Linked DNA regions of Mus musculus: region 2 is linked to region 1. Evidence: chromatin contacts called from public HiChIP or PLAC-seq data. All regions are on one chromosome and are shown on one strand. The core of a region is the stretch at or near the end of the contact, and the rest is flanking DNA. Distances in the headings are between cores, read along the strand shown. Region 1 overlaps Ankrd44 (ankyrin repeat domain 44). Region 2 overlaps Ankrd44 (ankyrin repeat domain 44).

Region 1 (7,669 bases), core at 2,889-5,388:
ACGACAACAAAATTCATGTGCTCTATGGAAACCACTAATTAGACTTCTGCTGAGCCCACGTGGCCTTCCTGTGGTTAGCTGCAAGCTTTTTTCAATCTAAGCAGCCTTTGGATGAGAAGCAGGGGAGAGGGGCTCCCTGAGACCAAGACCAAGCCAGGGGTAATAAATCCAAACACATCTAGAAGTTGCCCTAGCATTGTGCTCCACATCCCTGGTGTGCTGCCTGCCTTTCTCTGATGAGATCCTGTGGCTAAAGACCTCAAATGTAAAAAAGCGAGCATCTTGTATTCCGATCAGGAAAGGATGCTGGGATCAATCAATAGCCACTAGCATTGGTATTCCTAAACATCTGCCTATGCTTGAGCATTCTGGGCACAGGGCATCACCGAGGAAGGATGGGGGCATGGTATTGGTACCTAATCGCTGACACACCAATACTCTGGCCACATAAAACCACCAGCTTATGTGAGTAACCTGGAACACTTCACTAAGAAACGGGCAGAGCTTGCATTTTTGCAAAGGGATAATAAAATTTGCTCAAGTCACTTGGTTTAATGAACAGAACGTGCAGTGTTCTCACCAGCAGGCCCAGATATGGGATGTCCAGATATGGGATGTCCAGATATGGGATGTCCAGATATGGGATGTCCAGATATGGGATGTCCAGATATGGGATGTCCAGATATGGGATGTCCAGATATGGGATGTCCAGATATGGGATGTCCAGATATGGGATGTCCAGATATGGGATGTCCAGATATGGGATGTCCAGATATGTGATGTCCAGATATGGGATGCCCAGATATGTGATGTCCAGATATGGGATGTCCAGATATGGGATGTCCAGATATGGGATGTCCAGATATGGGATGTCCAGATATGGGCTCTGTTGAGTGCTTCCCGACTGTAGATCATCTTACCTGGGGAGCTCCCCCCATCATAAGATGATGATGATCATGAAAATCAAAGCTGTCTCCCTAAGTACTGTAAGACCCAGACGGAATACACTCAGTCCTTATGAGCATAATTCGTAATTATGGAGTGAGGCAGTCAGCGTTTGAAAACGGCTCTCAGCTGGGTGTGGTGGCTCACACTGGGAACCCGGTACTTGGGTTATGCAGGGAGGTGGGAGGAGAAGATCATGAGTTTCAGATCAGTGTGGAAAGCAGCAAGTACCCATCTCTTAATTAATAATTAATTAATTAGGAAAGGCTGGACTCAGTAAAAGGATAACTTCATCATCAGAACCCACATTTGTAAAAGAAAGAAAGAAAAAAAAAGCAAGTCCTGATGAGTCACCATTGTCACCCCAGTGCTTAGGCCAGAGCTTAGCCTGCCTCATCTACTCAGAGAGCTCCAAGACCCTGTTTCTGGAAAAAAAAAAAAAAAAAAAAGAGGGGGAGAGACAGTGCTTGAGGAATGGTACCAACATCATCCTTTAGTCTATGCCCTCGTACACACATAAACACATACACACATACACACACATAGGCACATACACCCACATGTGCACACACATACACACTTATACACACATGCACATACACATATACATATGCGCAAACATACACACATATGCACACACACAGACACACATATAAATGTGAACCCACACACATGAACCACACAGGAAGGAAGGAAAGAAGGGAGGGAGGGAATGTGGAGAGAAAGAGTTTCTATGGCACATGTTACAAAGTCAGTGTTTATAATATTTCCAGGTATTTACCAGAAAGAAAAAGAAAATACATAAAATCCCAAGTTATAGTAAGAAGTCCTCTACTTAAGTAGAATGAAAAATGAAGCATGTTTAATCAGAAACTGGGTAAATTATCACCTAACCTCTTCAAAATGGAAACAACACAGAGGCAGCGGCTCGGCAGTGGGTTCTGAGGACCAAGTCCCAAGCTGGGGGACAGTCACATGCTTTGCTGCTCCTCTGCTCTCCTGATGCTCCTCCACTCTGCTCTGCTCTCTAAGGACACTCATCTTCCCCAGAGGACAGACAGCCCAAGATAACATGAAGTCCAGATACGTCAACTCTCCTACTAGCTACTGAAGAACATGAAAGGAGAAGCTGGGCAAAAAGAAATGTTGAAACCACAGATCAGTTAAACTGAACCCTGAGGCAAGACTGATTTTCCTGACCGATGATTGCTCTTTTACCACAGTAGGGAGACTGCTGCTGTAAAGCCAGTTGACTGGGAGTCTCCCAAGCAGAGTCTCCTCATCTCTAAGATGAGCTAATAGTAGCCATTTTACAAGACACACTCGACAACTGCATACAAGGCCAGAGGCCTAGTGTTCCCGCCATGAAGTCAAGGGTCCTTTCTGATTTGGAGGTAAAAAGCTCAAATGTTTTTACAGTGAGTTTCCTTGTGACCATCCTACAAACTGGATGAATAGATTTCCTCTAAGACTGTAGAGTAAGAGCTAGTGAGATGGCTGAGTGGGTAAAAAGGCTTGCCAGGCAAGCCAGAAGACCTGAATTTGAGTTTAATCCCTGGAATCCGTGACTGAAGGACTCCCAAAGCTGTTCTCTGATTTCCATGCACATATATACATACACACACACAATGATAAGAATTTTATTGTACACATTTATATGTAATGTTATATATTATGTTATTAATATACTCTACATTTCATATAATATATAATGTTATTATGATATACTATTATTATTATTATTAAGTAAAATAATACAACTGTAGGACAACCATCAGATTAGGGCCCTAATCCATGCAACAGCAGCTCTGAGGCAGAAGGGCTGCCCCTGCTAGGAGAGAGCAGAAATCCAACAGCCTGAATTCATCTCAGCTGCACTGGAAAAACCTCAAGAATATCACACAGCTCTTCTGTATGAACTCTAACTCAAAAAGCCACATAATAGAAACTTACTAACAAAATACACCACCTCTCTTTGACCAAGCTGTGTCATAGTGCACAGATGATTATGAGCAAAGAATATTACATACATGCATGAAAATGGTGGGCCCATTCTTTTATAGATTTAACATATGCTGACTTTGAAATGTGCTGTGTATTTATTTATCCCTGCTTGATAGAACTGGGAACTGATCTTACTGCTGAAGGTTAGCAAACAAACGTGTAGTTAGGCCGCCTTTGGTGATCTCTTGGTTACAGAGGAAATGACCTCCCTGTTTGGACCTCTGAAGAGTCAAACAGTTTATCTGCGAGTGAGAACTGAATCGAAAGATTTATGATCTCCTAATGCTGCCCAGTCAGAGGCTTCTCTCACAGGCCACGCAAATGAGGCATGAATGACGTAATAGCTATGATAGCCTAAGACCAATCCAGCCTCAGTTTCTACATACTCCCATCTTGTTTTACTTTTATTTTTGCTTGGGGGTGTTAATTTGTTTTTTGAGACAAGACCTTGCTACATATAACTCAGGCTGGTCTAGAACTTACTATGTAACCCAGGTTGGCCTACTGCTCTCAATAGAACTCTTACATACTATGATTATGGGTGTGAGCCACTGTGCCCAAATACTAAATACCTAGTAGCCTACAAAGCATTACCAAATGGAGGATACAGTCTCTATGATGCATGGATAGTCACACTACACAGTAGTACAGATTTTATTTCTTTTTTGTGGGGGTAGTGTGAGACAAGGTTTATTTGTGTAGCCTTGGCTATCCTAGAACTAGTTCTGTAGACCAGGCTAGCCTCAAACTCACAGAGATCTGCCTGCCCCTGCCCCTGCCCCTGCCTCCCGAATGCTGGGATTAAAGGCATGTATCCACTACCACCAAACCTGATATGACTACTCTTTAAAAGCTAACACTGAAACACAATGTCAGAAAACAAAATAGAGGAAGGGAGACTTTTGAGGATATGTGTCACCAAAAAGCTGGAGAGCAGGCTGTAAGGTGAGGTCTGTGACGGGTGGGCTAAGAATAGAGCTCTCAAAGGAATTGGGTGGAAGAGTAAGTGGCTGGCCGGGAGAAGCACTGAGCCAGCAAAAGGAGTTCTAACCTAATCTTCGGACAAACAGGAACTCAGGTCTTGAGCAAGAGAAAGGCATGGAGCTTTCGCAAGCGTGTGCTCTGGCCACAACTTGTGTGCTGGAGGAGGAGACCCTGGAGCTGGAGACCCAGTGGGAAGACGATTGTCACAATTTAAGCTACCGCAGGAAGGCGTTTTCTGGTCTGCCTTGTGACAGGTTCGCCAAGAATGACCTACAGGGATGCGGTGGAAACTACGGACACTCTTTTCAACTCTTTAATGCCTGCTCTGTTCCTGGATGCAAGTTTGGCTCAGTATCTTGGCTACTTTCCTTCTCTCTTTATAGATAGCCCAGAGTTCCTGCCCCAAGACGTGAATGTTTCCAGGTGAAATCGAGGTTACTTCCTTTAGCTCTGGAACACTCCCATCCCATCCCACCCCACACACAGAACCTCTGCATGTGTAAGCTCTGTTTTGTCAGGCTTGACACTTGAGCACTGAATCGAAATCATAACATTTCAAAAATAGGCCATATCCATAAAGAGAAACGGAAAACAAAACACGGCAGACACGCTTTGCCAGGCTCCATATTTCCATCAGGATCTGCTGCCAACAACACAGATCTTTTTTTTTTAAAACTCTGTCTAGTTTCAAATGGCTGGAGATCTAATCTAAACCCTAGCTAAGTTAATTAAATAGTGTTGGGGAGAGAACTTTTAAAGAGAACCGGGACAAGGGAGATGGCTCCACAGATAAAGGCCCTTGCCAAGAAGCCTGATGCTCTGAGTTCCGCCCCTGGAGCCCACTTGACGGAAGGGGAGAACTGCCCTGAGTTAGCCATCCTCTGACCTTCGTGTATACACCACGGCGCACTTGTGCATATGGGTGCATACACACAAATAAATGTAATGTTTAACAACCTATTTGAGTAAGAACACAGTGGAACCAAGAGAACACTGTGGACAGAATATGTAAATCAGAATATTCTTAGTGAAACAAACAGAACATATAAATCATTCTTTAAGTTCCTGTTTTACCAATTTGTCTAGAGGCTTTATTTCCTAGCTGTTTTGCTTACATTCTTTCTACAACTGTACCTTACAGCATATCAAATCACATTTCAAATATGGTGGGTTTCTTTTTTTTTTTTTTTTGGTTTTTCGAGACAGGGTTTCTCTGTATATCCCTGGCTGTCCTGGAACTCACTTTGTAGACCAGGCTGGCCTCGAACTCAGAAATCCAGCTGCCTCTGCCTCTGCCTCACAAGTGCTGGGAGTAAAGGCATGCGCCACCACCGCCCAGCTCAAATATGGTGGTTTAATGATGTTAATCAATACAAGCCATTTTGGAGATCTTTGTGGTGGGGAAAACCTTAACGATGGCTTTTTTTCAACACTCAGCAAAATGTCTTTGTTCAGAGACATAAAGCAGTTTTCAATTGTAGGGTATAAAATGTGACTTTTGTTAATAGCTAATACACCTCTCCCTTATCATAAGGGATAATATGTTTTAAATTCCTCCTTTATAAAAAATGTATGCCAAAAAATGACCTATTATCATGGCATGCTTTTCTCATGGTGGCCACTTAAGCAGTTATAATTGCAGCAGCCTCAGAAGTCAGAAGATGAATAAGGCAATTTAAGTTGCATTAAATACAAGATCACCATGTAGATACAAAAGCCATTCCTTAGGACCTAATGAATCTTGCTGACTGGGGAAGGAGTGGACTACCATTGAACAACATAGACTCACTTAGTCAAACTAAGTCACTCATGATTCTGGAAAACTCCAAACTGAGCTTGTCTGAAATCTATTATAGTCTGAGTTCTTCGAAAGTAGCAGCAAGCCAATGTTTACACAAGCATCCCTTTCCACAGCTTACATGAGCTCCTCCTGAGCCCTGTCCTCCTTGTCTGTGGATTCCTCTTTGATCTCCATTAGCATTTTGTAGAAGGAAGATATGACAGTTCAGCTCTCACTATGTCTCTACAAATGGAGGACTAGGGACTGTGCAAACTGCTGTCAGTTGCCTTGGTGTGCTGACACTCAAATCAAGCCTGAATCACCTCTGCCTGCAATGACTAGAAGATGCCCTGCTACCCACAACGCCAGGAACATCACTAAGAGCCTGAATCTAAGACTACAGTCTTCTGGGAAGCATCTTTGGCTTCTCCAAACAAAATCATAGCAAGGGCCTTCATTGACAGATGTCTAAGGGAAATGATAAGACAGCAGGAAGAGAGAGGAGCCTGTGGGGCTGGAAAGCAGTTGGTATGGGAAATGGGAACTCTTACAGAAGCAGATAGGCCTATCTGACTTCCTTTCAAAGACAGTGGCCCCGTTCATATTTACTTTATTTCTCTAACTACAATCCACCCAGGTACTGATAAGGGATGTTTTCAAAACATGACTCAAGTGCATTCTGACAACCACACTCAGTCCTGGTCCACAGTGATTTACTAAGCATATGAAACTTGCCATCCTTCCCTTGAGAGCTCTAACACGTAACAGGAAGCACACAGCATATGTAACATGAATGAGAGAGAAACTGTGTCTGGCCCTCTGGAAGATGCAGCCTTTGAATTAAGGACTGGAGGTTGGTGAGGGTTTAAAAAGATGGGGTGTCAGTGGAAAGAGAGCAAGCACCTTCACGCTTTGAAGGGTGTGAGTAGAAGGAACAGTTTTCTCCATGGTGAACATGGGTGAATGGATGGAGGGAAAGAAGTCAGTGGGGTAAGATCACAGAAGCTGAGGATAAAGCTGCCTATTACATTTGGACTCTCTTCTGTAGAATTGGCAAGCTGTAATCTGTTTTTGCAGGGGGAGGGTGACTTGAGAGTTGAGTTTGGGGGGCTGGAGAGGCACCTCAGTGAGAACTGCAGATCTTATAGAGGACCCACATTTGATTCTCAGCTCCTTCATCACACAGTTCACAGTTGTCTATACCTCCAGCTCCAAGGGAACCAACACCCTTCTCTGGCATCCATGGACACTGTATGAACATTGTGCACATACATGTAAGCAGGTGCATGCACATAAAAACAAAGTGTTTCATGAAAAAGAAAAGAAGAAAAAAAAGAAAAAGAAAAAGAAGAACTGTAGAGCCAGGCATGGTGTAGCACATACCTATAATCTCAGCACTTGGAAAGTAAAGGCAAAGGATTGGGAGTTCAAAGTTATCCTCAGCTAATAGATAAGTTAAAGTCCAGCCTGAGCTACACGAGACCCTGTCTTAGATATAGCTGTCTCCTGAGAGGCTCTGCCAGTGCCTGAAAAATACAGAAGTGGATGCTCACAGCCATCCATTGGATGGAGCACAGGGTCCCCAATGAAGGAGCTAGAGAAAGAACCCAAGGAGCTGAAGGGGTTTGCAGCCCCCTAGGAGGAACAACAATATGAACTAACCAGTACCCCCAGAGCACCAACCAAAGAAAACACACGGTGGGACTCATGGCCCTAGCTACACATGTAGCAGAGGATGGCCTAGTCAGTCATCAATGGGAGGAGGGGCCCTTGGTCCTGTGAACGTTCTATGCCCCAGTATAGGAGACTGTCAGGGCCAGGAAGCAAGAGTGGGTGTGTTGGGGAGCAGGGGGAGGAGGGCAAGGGATAGGGAGTTTTCAGAGGGGAAACTAGGAAAGGGAATAACATTTGAAATGTAAATAAAGAAAATACCTAATAAAAATTAATAGAATGCTT
Region 2 (7,669 bases), core at 3,068-5,567, 69 kb after region 1:
GACTCGTGCTGATTCAGCTGAGGCCTGGCTGTCTCTGCTAGGCTGTGCCACCACTGCTGATTCATGTTTGCTATCTATCCCGACACTACCGAGCTGGGCTGCTGGGGTATCTGTGACATATTTGCTGCCGCTGCTGATTTCTGCGAACTGAACTGCTGAGTTCCCGACAACGCAGATTGGATTTGCTCCAATAAAGGAACTGGGACACCAACACAATTTCTAAACAGGTCCACTTCCCCAGTATCCTAATGACCTCTTTTCTACTACCTCTGTTGGGTGGTGGGCTAGAGGAGGTTAAAACATTTAAGAAGCCTTACTAAAAGTAAGTTTTAAAAAAATTAAGACTACAGTTCTTTGTAGAATGGGCCTGCTCTCAAGGCTTTGGAGCTGAAGGGGGCGTTGCTGTTGGTTATCATGATGACTGGAGGCTCTACTGGCTTTGGGAGATGGAGCAAATGAACTCTAGAGTCCTACTGAGCTCCTAAAAGGTTCTCTCTCTTTTTTTAAGGACCTAATTTAAACAAATAAACAAACAAACAAAGTTTTAGTTTATTCAGAATAGACATCACAATGGATAAGGAGAGGGGACTGGACAGGGGTAGGGGTTAGGGATCGGAACAGGAAGTACCAGGTGTGGGGAAGATGGAGGGAAAGAGTACTGGGAGAGACAATTAGAGGGGGGGGGGAGTGGAAACTACCAGGAATTTGAGGGTGATCCTAGTTAAGACTCTTAGCAATGGGGGAGGGGGGGTGTAAACAGAGCCTGAGCCAGCCATCTCATGTAACCAAACAAGAGTAGGACACTAACACAGCCACAAAACCTTCCACCTACAACTTGTCCTGCCTAAGATGTGCTGTGGTAAAAGAGGCACAATAGTTGTGGAAGTGGCCAACCAATGGCTGGTCCAGCTTGAGACCCATGCCATGAGAGGAAGCCCACCCCTGACACTTCCTGGAGGACCCTGGAGCAGAGGCTGGATCGGCCAGAAGCCTATGATACATCCAAACACAACTAGAAAAAAAGTCAATGATATGATTCCTAATGATACTCTGCTACACTCATAGACTGGCGTCTAACCCAACTGTCATCAAAAAGGCTTCACCTGGCAAACTGTTGGAAATTGATGGCAGAGACCCTCAGCCAAACACTGGGTAGAGCTTGGGTACTCCTAAGAGAGGGAATAAGGATTGTAGAAGCCAGGGAGGTCAAGGACGACACAAGAAAACCTCACAGAGTCAACTAACCTAGCCCACAGGGGCTCACAAGGACTGAACTGCCACCCAGGGAAGCCTGTATGGGAGTGACCTTTCATATGTGTGTCACAGTTGTGAAACTTGGACTTCTTGTGGGGCTCCTAACAGAGGGAGCAGGAGCTGTCTCTGACTCTGCTGCCTGCCCTTCCCCTACTGGGTTGGTGTGACTAGCCTCAATAGAAAAGGAGGTACCTAGTCTTACTGCAGCTTGATGTGTCATGGCTGGGTGGTACCCATAGAGACAGATCTTTTTTTCTGAAGAGAAAGGAAAGAGAAGTGGATGGAGGGAGAGGGAGGGGAGAACGTGGGAAGAGAGGAGAGAGGGAAAACTACAGTTGGGATGTGAAATAAGCAAATATTTTGAAGTATTTATTTTTATTTTATGTGTGTGAATGTTTGCCTGCTTGGATGTATATGTACCATATTTGTGCTTGGTGTCTACAGAGGCCAAAGAGGGTGTTGGATTTCCCAGAACTCGAGCACTGGGAACTGATCCCAGGTCCTCTGAAGAACAGCCAGTGCTCTTAACCACTGAACCATCTCTCCAGTCCATGAAGTAAAAAACAAGAAACATCTTAACTTAGCTCATTATTTTTTATTGCATGTATGTGGGTGGGACTGTGGGGTGGTATGTACATGTGGAACCCCTCCAGAGGCCAGAAACATTGGATTCCCCCTGAAGTCAGTTATGTGCAGTCGTGAGCCTGGATGGATGCTAGGAATTAAGTCCAGGTCTTCTGCAAGGCAGTGTGGACAGAGGAGCCATGGCTCCCATTCCTGAAGCTTCCACTGTAAATACACTGAATTTTATATGAATCTGATAACCCTAAATGAGAGAGTGCATTTTATTCTATTCAAAGTTCCAAGTTTTTTACTAGCTCTGGAAATCCTAGCTTTTACAGGAATGTTGCTCACAGATAACAAATCACCTCTACAAAAAAACCCGCATGAGTCTACACTGAAAGTCCACATAGTCTAGGGATTAGAAAGATAAGGCTTATTTAGTACCCTCCCTTTGTGGTGGTTAAGATCAAACCCAGGACCTCACGAGTGTGAATGGTGAGCCTTCCCACTGAGCCATACTTCAACCCCGGCCTCTTATTTCTAAAGTTATATAAAAAGTTTTGATGGGTATTTCTCAGATTCGATTAATTTATTATAAGACTAAAAATATGATCATCTCATGTCTTCAATGTGGCTATATGCACTGATGTACTATTTTCCTATAAATCCTTTTCATATTTCTTTTATTAGCATTAGATTTGTTTTGCTGTGCGTGTGTGTGCACACGCATGAACGCACGCAGGTCCACATGGAGGTTAAGTTGATGTTAGGTATCTCCCCAAACACTTGCACTTGATTTTGGAGACACCCCCAGCACTGGGAGGGTTTTTACACAGGTAGCACTAGCCTTGTCAAGAGTACACATTCAGGGTTATAACCTGAAATCACCAGTAATGAGGGTTTTTTTTTTTTCACATATGGCTGGGAAGACTCGAGGACAGGTGTAAGTATTCTGCTCTCACCAAATAGATAAGGAGCCATGAATCACAGGGGCAGTGCCTTAGTGGAGCTTGCAGCAAAACATGAAGTGGCTCAGCACCCGGATGTTCCTGGCTTCCACTAACCAAACAACAGCTCAAAGCAGCTTGTACTTGACCAGTTCCTACTTAATCAACAGACTCCCGGGCAGCCTAACAGCAAGTGACTGCAGCAATGAGCCCGGGACTGGTGGGAAGGGGGCCGGGCAGAGCCGGGCAGAAACAAGGCTGGAAGCAAAGCAGCGGCTGGTGCTAAGGGGCTAGGTGCACTAAGGTGTAAAGCACTAAGACTCCGAGAGCCAGTAGAGAAATACAAAAATAATCAGTGGTGAGTGGCAATGATGATAAAACACACCAATTCTGCACCATGCTCTGTCTGCATTCAGAATGGGCACCCAGATAGATCCGAACTTATTTCCTATCTCTATAAAGGGAAGAGGGGCTCTCCTCACACTCAGGCCACAGCCATGGTCTCAGTTTTAATTGCCCTGAGGACCCCTCTACCCATCTTCTCTTCCCTGAGCGGATATGTAGGTCACCAACCAGCAAGTGGATCAAATCTCCTAGGTAGAGACCTTCGACCTTGGGAACGTTTAGAGCAGATACAGGTGCTGCAAGATGGAGCGGACATTGAAGAACGCCACCGATGCTAAGGAAAGAGCCCCTGCCCACATGCAGTTCTCATGTGCATTTTGTGCAGTCAGCAATTCTGTTTTCTCCACAGCCTTCAAAATGTCAGCTTCTCATGTCAAGCAGTATGAGTACGTCAGGCGAAGCGGAGGCTTTCTTATGGTTTCAGGCTGGTAGTATTTCAGAACCACATGATTGCAGGGCTGAGCTCAGCAGGGCTGTACTGGAGAGCAGATTGCATATCCCTCATGCTGCCCACATTTCAGAGACTGATAAAATATTGTCCCTGGGGATTATAAGAGGAAGAAAAAAAAATGACAGCACATCCCCCTCTAAGGAACAAGCCCGTGGGTGATCGTACTAAATGCCAGGGAACCCACTGGAGCACCAAAATGGTCAGATGGAATTGGAAGAAAGCCTAAGAGGCCATTCATTCTCTACGTCCAGTGAGACTCTGAGTCCTAAAACACACTGTGCACATACGCACACAAACACACACATACCTGAAGTCTCCTCGGCTTCTCAATCACAACGCAAACCCCAAGTCCCTTAGTGGGTTTCAGGGGCCTCCATTAACTGGCCACCAAGCAAGTAATTGCCAGGTGAGAAAAATCAACTTGGGCCCCAGAAGGCCAAGTGCAGTGTACACTCGGGAAACAGGCAAAGGAGACAGATTAGTATGGGAGAAATCAGATACTCACTCCTCCCTGTCCACCAATAATCCATACCAAAAGGGGTTCGGGTACAACAAGGGCAAATGCAGCTGAGATGTGGAAAGCGCGCATCTAACAAAAGCACAAAGGGTTCGTTAAAAAGCCGTCTCCCTCCCTCCCCCCAGCCACCAAATGCTCTGCAAGAAAAGCCACAGCCCAGCCCGTGCTTGCTCGCTCGCTCGCTCGGCACATCTGGTTTCAGTTACCTGTGCCCAAACTGCAGCTCTCAGAGAAACAGAGCTCGAGCTGACTCCATGGTTTAAGATCTGTCAGAACAGCTTATATGGAGATGGAGGGACAGAGTGTGGAAGCCTTGAGCAACAATATTTCTGGTCATCACGTGACCCCTCACAGATGACATTTTGGAGTCAGATGGCACTGCTAAACTTGGTCACTGGAAAAGTAAAAGCCACCTAGGGAGACCATGATCACTTCATAGATAAACCCAGTTACCCACTCGGGTCAACCACTAGTCAGCATGAACATCTCACAAATTCATGCCACTTCACGAGATGGCCACATGCTTTCCCTGCCACGGTGCACCATAGCCCCTCAGACCACACTCAAACATGTTAAAAGTCAGAAACCCTCCCATGCCAGACTCCAAATCCTACTCTTGCCAGATAGACCAAAAAGCTGTCACACCTGACACGGCTCCCAGACTTTCCTCTGTCTATTCACTGTTCCTAAAACAGTTGCACATAGAAATGTGGTATCTTTTTAAAGTTACTTTAGTGCCAAGTGTGGTGGTGCACACTCACAATCACAATGAAAGCAGAGATCATGACTTCAAGATGACTGTGAGCTGCACAGCACACCCAGATCAAACTGAACCCACAAGACAATAATCTACCTAGTAATCTCAGTGACTTCGTTACATTAATTAATTACGCTCTGTAAAAAGCTACCCTTTGCCGGGTGTGGTGGCGCACGCCTTTAATCCCAGAACTGCACTCGAGAGGCAGAGGCAGGCGGATTTCTGATGTTGGAGCCCACAGCTGACTCTGGCTGTGTCCAACAAAATGTGACAAATCATTGACCTGAGCGCTTTTTCTTTAGCCACAACTCATTCATTGCCCCATCCTTTTAATATTTGGGTTTCTGGTTCAACAGAAGCCATGAAAATACTTCATAGTATGGTAATATTATACAATTGCATATTGTCTATTTTATTCTAAACACTGGTGAATAATGGTCAGTAAATAATTTCCTAACTCCTAGATCATGAAATTTATTCTAAATAGGAATATCTTACTTTTTATGCTCTATGAGTACTTAACCCAATATTTAAGATATGCATTGATATGTTGTTAATAATCATTACAAACATAATACTAAAATTTATCACAATCATTTTACATGCATCACAACATGAATAAGAGCAGGTACTTGGAGGATTTGAAGGAAGGAAAAGGAAGAGGAACATGATGCAATTATAATCTAATTTTTAAAATTATTTTACAAAAATGCATCCCATCCAGTATTGTGGTCCATGCTTCTAATCCCAACACCCAGGAAGCTAGCTCAGGAAGATGACAGGTTCCAGGCCAGTCCAGGCTGTCCCATGCACATACACACAAAAGCACTACATTTGAAAAAAATTCAAGGGGAAAAAGAAACACTATAAAATTTGGACTACTGACAGGCACAACTACTGACAGGCACATCAAACCACAATAGTGTTTAGATTCCACTCCACTCCATACAATTTAAACAACGATACGTTTTCACTTTTAAAATCAATATTTACATTGTGTCAAAAATTACATCCTTTGTATCTTTCCAACTTTATGATGAAAATCTTTAGAGGTCCAACTAAAAAGACTTTCAGGGGATACACAGTTTATAAAACTCTGGCAGAGGCTGGGGATGGAGGTGAAAATGCTCCACTGAGATGTTCTTGGCTTGCCTCCTCAGTCTACCCAGGACAGCCTCTTTAGAGACCAACTGAGCTAAAAGCTTGAAACTCAGAGCCCCCACTGACCATGATTTCCTGTGTAAGTCTTTTAAAAGCGGCCTCTGAGAAAGCCTGTCTGAAATCCTCAGAAGATCTGAGGAGGTGACTCAGTCCAAAGCATGCTTGCTGGGCAAGCATGAGACCGAAGACAGATCCATCCCTTACACGTACTTAAAAGGTGTAAGAGCACACCTGCAGCCTCAGTGCTGGGTGGGGCAGGGAGACAGAAGGAGCTCCAGGGCTTACTGGCAGGCCACTAGGCTAGCCAAGCAATACTCTTCAAGATTTAATGGGAAACCCTGTCTTTAAAAATAAGGTCAAGCTACATGTGGTGGGCACGGGTTTTTAAAACCAGCACATGGGGGTCAGAGGTAAGACTTCTGTGATTCAATGCCAGCCTGATTTACATAGTACGCTCCAGGCCAGCCATAGCGTCACAGAAAAGAGACTGCCTCAGGAAAAATACGAATAATAAAGACGTTTGCTGCACAAATCTGGCAACCTGAGCCAGGTTCCTGGAGCCCCCTCCCCCCCAAGTAAAAATGGAAGGAGAAAACGAACTCCACAAAGTTATCCTCTGCCCTCTACACGTGCACTGTAACATGTGTGCCCACACACAGGCATCTTGCACACAAACTGCACATAAGTAAGTGAATAAGTAAATAAGGTGGAGACACCACAATTGAGAAAGACCTCAACCTCTGATGTCTGTGCATATACACACACCATCACACATCTACACATATATGAACCGTTTCAAACATAGACACAGATAAAATAAAAATCCTCAGAAAACAGAGAGTGATGAACAGAATAACATTTCCTGGAGCTGGAGAAATGGTAACATTCTCCCCCCCCCTTCCCCTCCCCCTCTGGCTGGTAAGATTCTTTTCACACTACTTCCTTGACCAGTGACTGCTGGAGTGAGGGGAAGCATTTTCAGAACTGTTAATATCATGACACACTAAGGGTGCAGCTACAGGTTCCCTACATACTTAACAAATTACCAATAAAGATTTCCCTCCCCAGGCCAATGAGGTGGATGAGGAAGTAAGAGCGCTTGCCACCAAGCCTGCCAAATCTGACTTCAACCACTGGGACCCACATAGTGGAGAGAAAAAAACCAACCATCCTGACACCCACCCACCCACACAGGCAGGCTCACATACACACACAATGACACACAAACAACGACTAAAATAAATGTTTTTTAATTCCATACTCCCCCTGCAGAATGGCAGTTCTACTGACCCTTTTACAAAGGTTACTTATCTAACAAAAGTTTAATCAAGTATATAACCTTCCCGTGAGAGAGCCCACCCCAAGCTCCAAATACAGCTCTAACCAAGAAAGCAAGCATGCTGTCTAAGCATTTGGACAATAAGGGCCTGAGAAAGCCAGTGTTTTAGAGTTCCACTGTCCTTTGACTATCATCCTCTGCACCCAAAGAGGAACATAAGGCAAGAGCTCTGGCCCTGCATCCAATGGGCTCCCTCAAGGCCAGCCAAGAAGCACCTGAGATATTCTAATCTGGATAATGCAGATGATACTCCATTAGACCTAAATGGTAATTA

What was found. HiChIP or PLAC-seq counts read pairs in DNA pulled down with a chosen protein or histone mark.
Region 2: an H3K4me3 HiChIP or PLAC-seq map of the SCID.adh cell line shows a contact between it and region 1, with 29 read pairs. The contact joins two enhancer-like sites. A contact is called at or near these places in 17 of 39 promoter capture datasets (the 3T3-L1 cell line, 3T3-L1-derived adipocytes, the C10 cell line and 12 more), 2 of 15 datasets of contacts at CTCF or cohesin (CD8 T cells and pro-B cells), 47 of 484 Hi-C or Micro-C datasets (the 3T3-L1 cell line, the 63-12 cell line, the AML12 cell line and 36 more) and 21 of 115 datasets of contacts at active chromatin or transcription factors (the 230-238 cell line, CD4 single positive thymocytes, CD8 T cells and 16 more).

The regions. Positions count from the first base shown.
Region 1 is chr1:54,833,888-54,841,556 of GRCm38.p6, forward strand. All of the region lies in intron 1 of Ankrd44 (ankyrin repeat domain 44), which reads right to left. Among named protein-coding and RNA genes, the nearest start is that of Ankrd44, 89 kb to the right of the region's middle. Within about 2 kb of position 4,139, at least 22 of the 459 cell types and tissues checked have an H3K27ac peak or open chromatin away from gene starts, as enhancers often do. A contact at or near this core is called in the 63-12 cell line, CD8 T cells, the SCID.adh cell line and 1 more, where this site is marked.
Region 2 is chr1:54,902,959-54,910,627 of GRCm38.p6, forward strand. The region is part of intron 1 of Ankrd44 (ankyrin repeat domain 44); the gene reads right to left. Among named protein-coding and RNA genes, the nearest start is that of Ankrd44, 20 kb to the right of the region's middle. Within about 2 kb of position 4,318, at least 75 of the 459 cell types and tissues checked have an H3K27ac peak or open chromatin away from gene starts, as enhancers often do. A contact at or near this core is called in the 63-12 cell line, CD8 T cells, the SCID.adh cell line and 1 more, where this site is marked.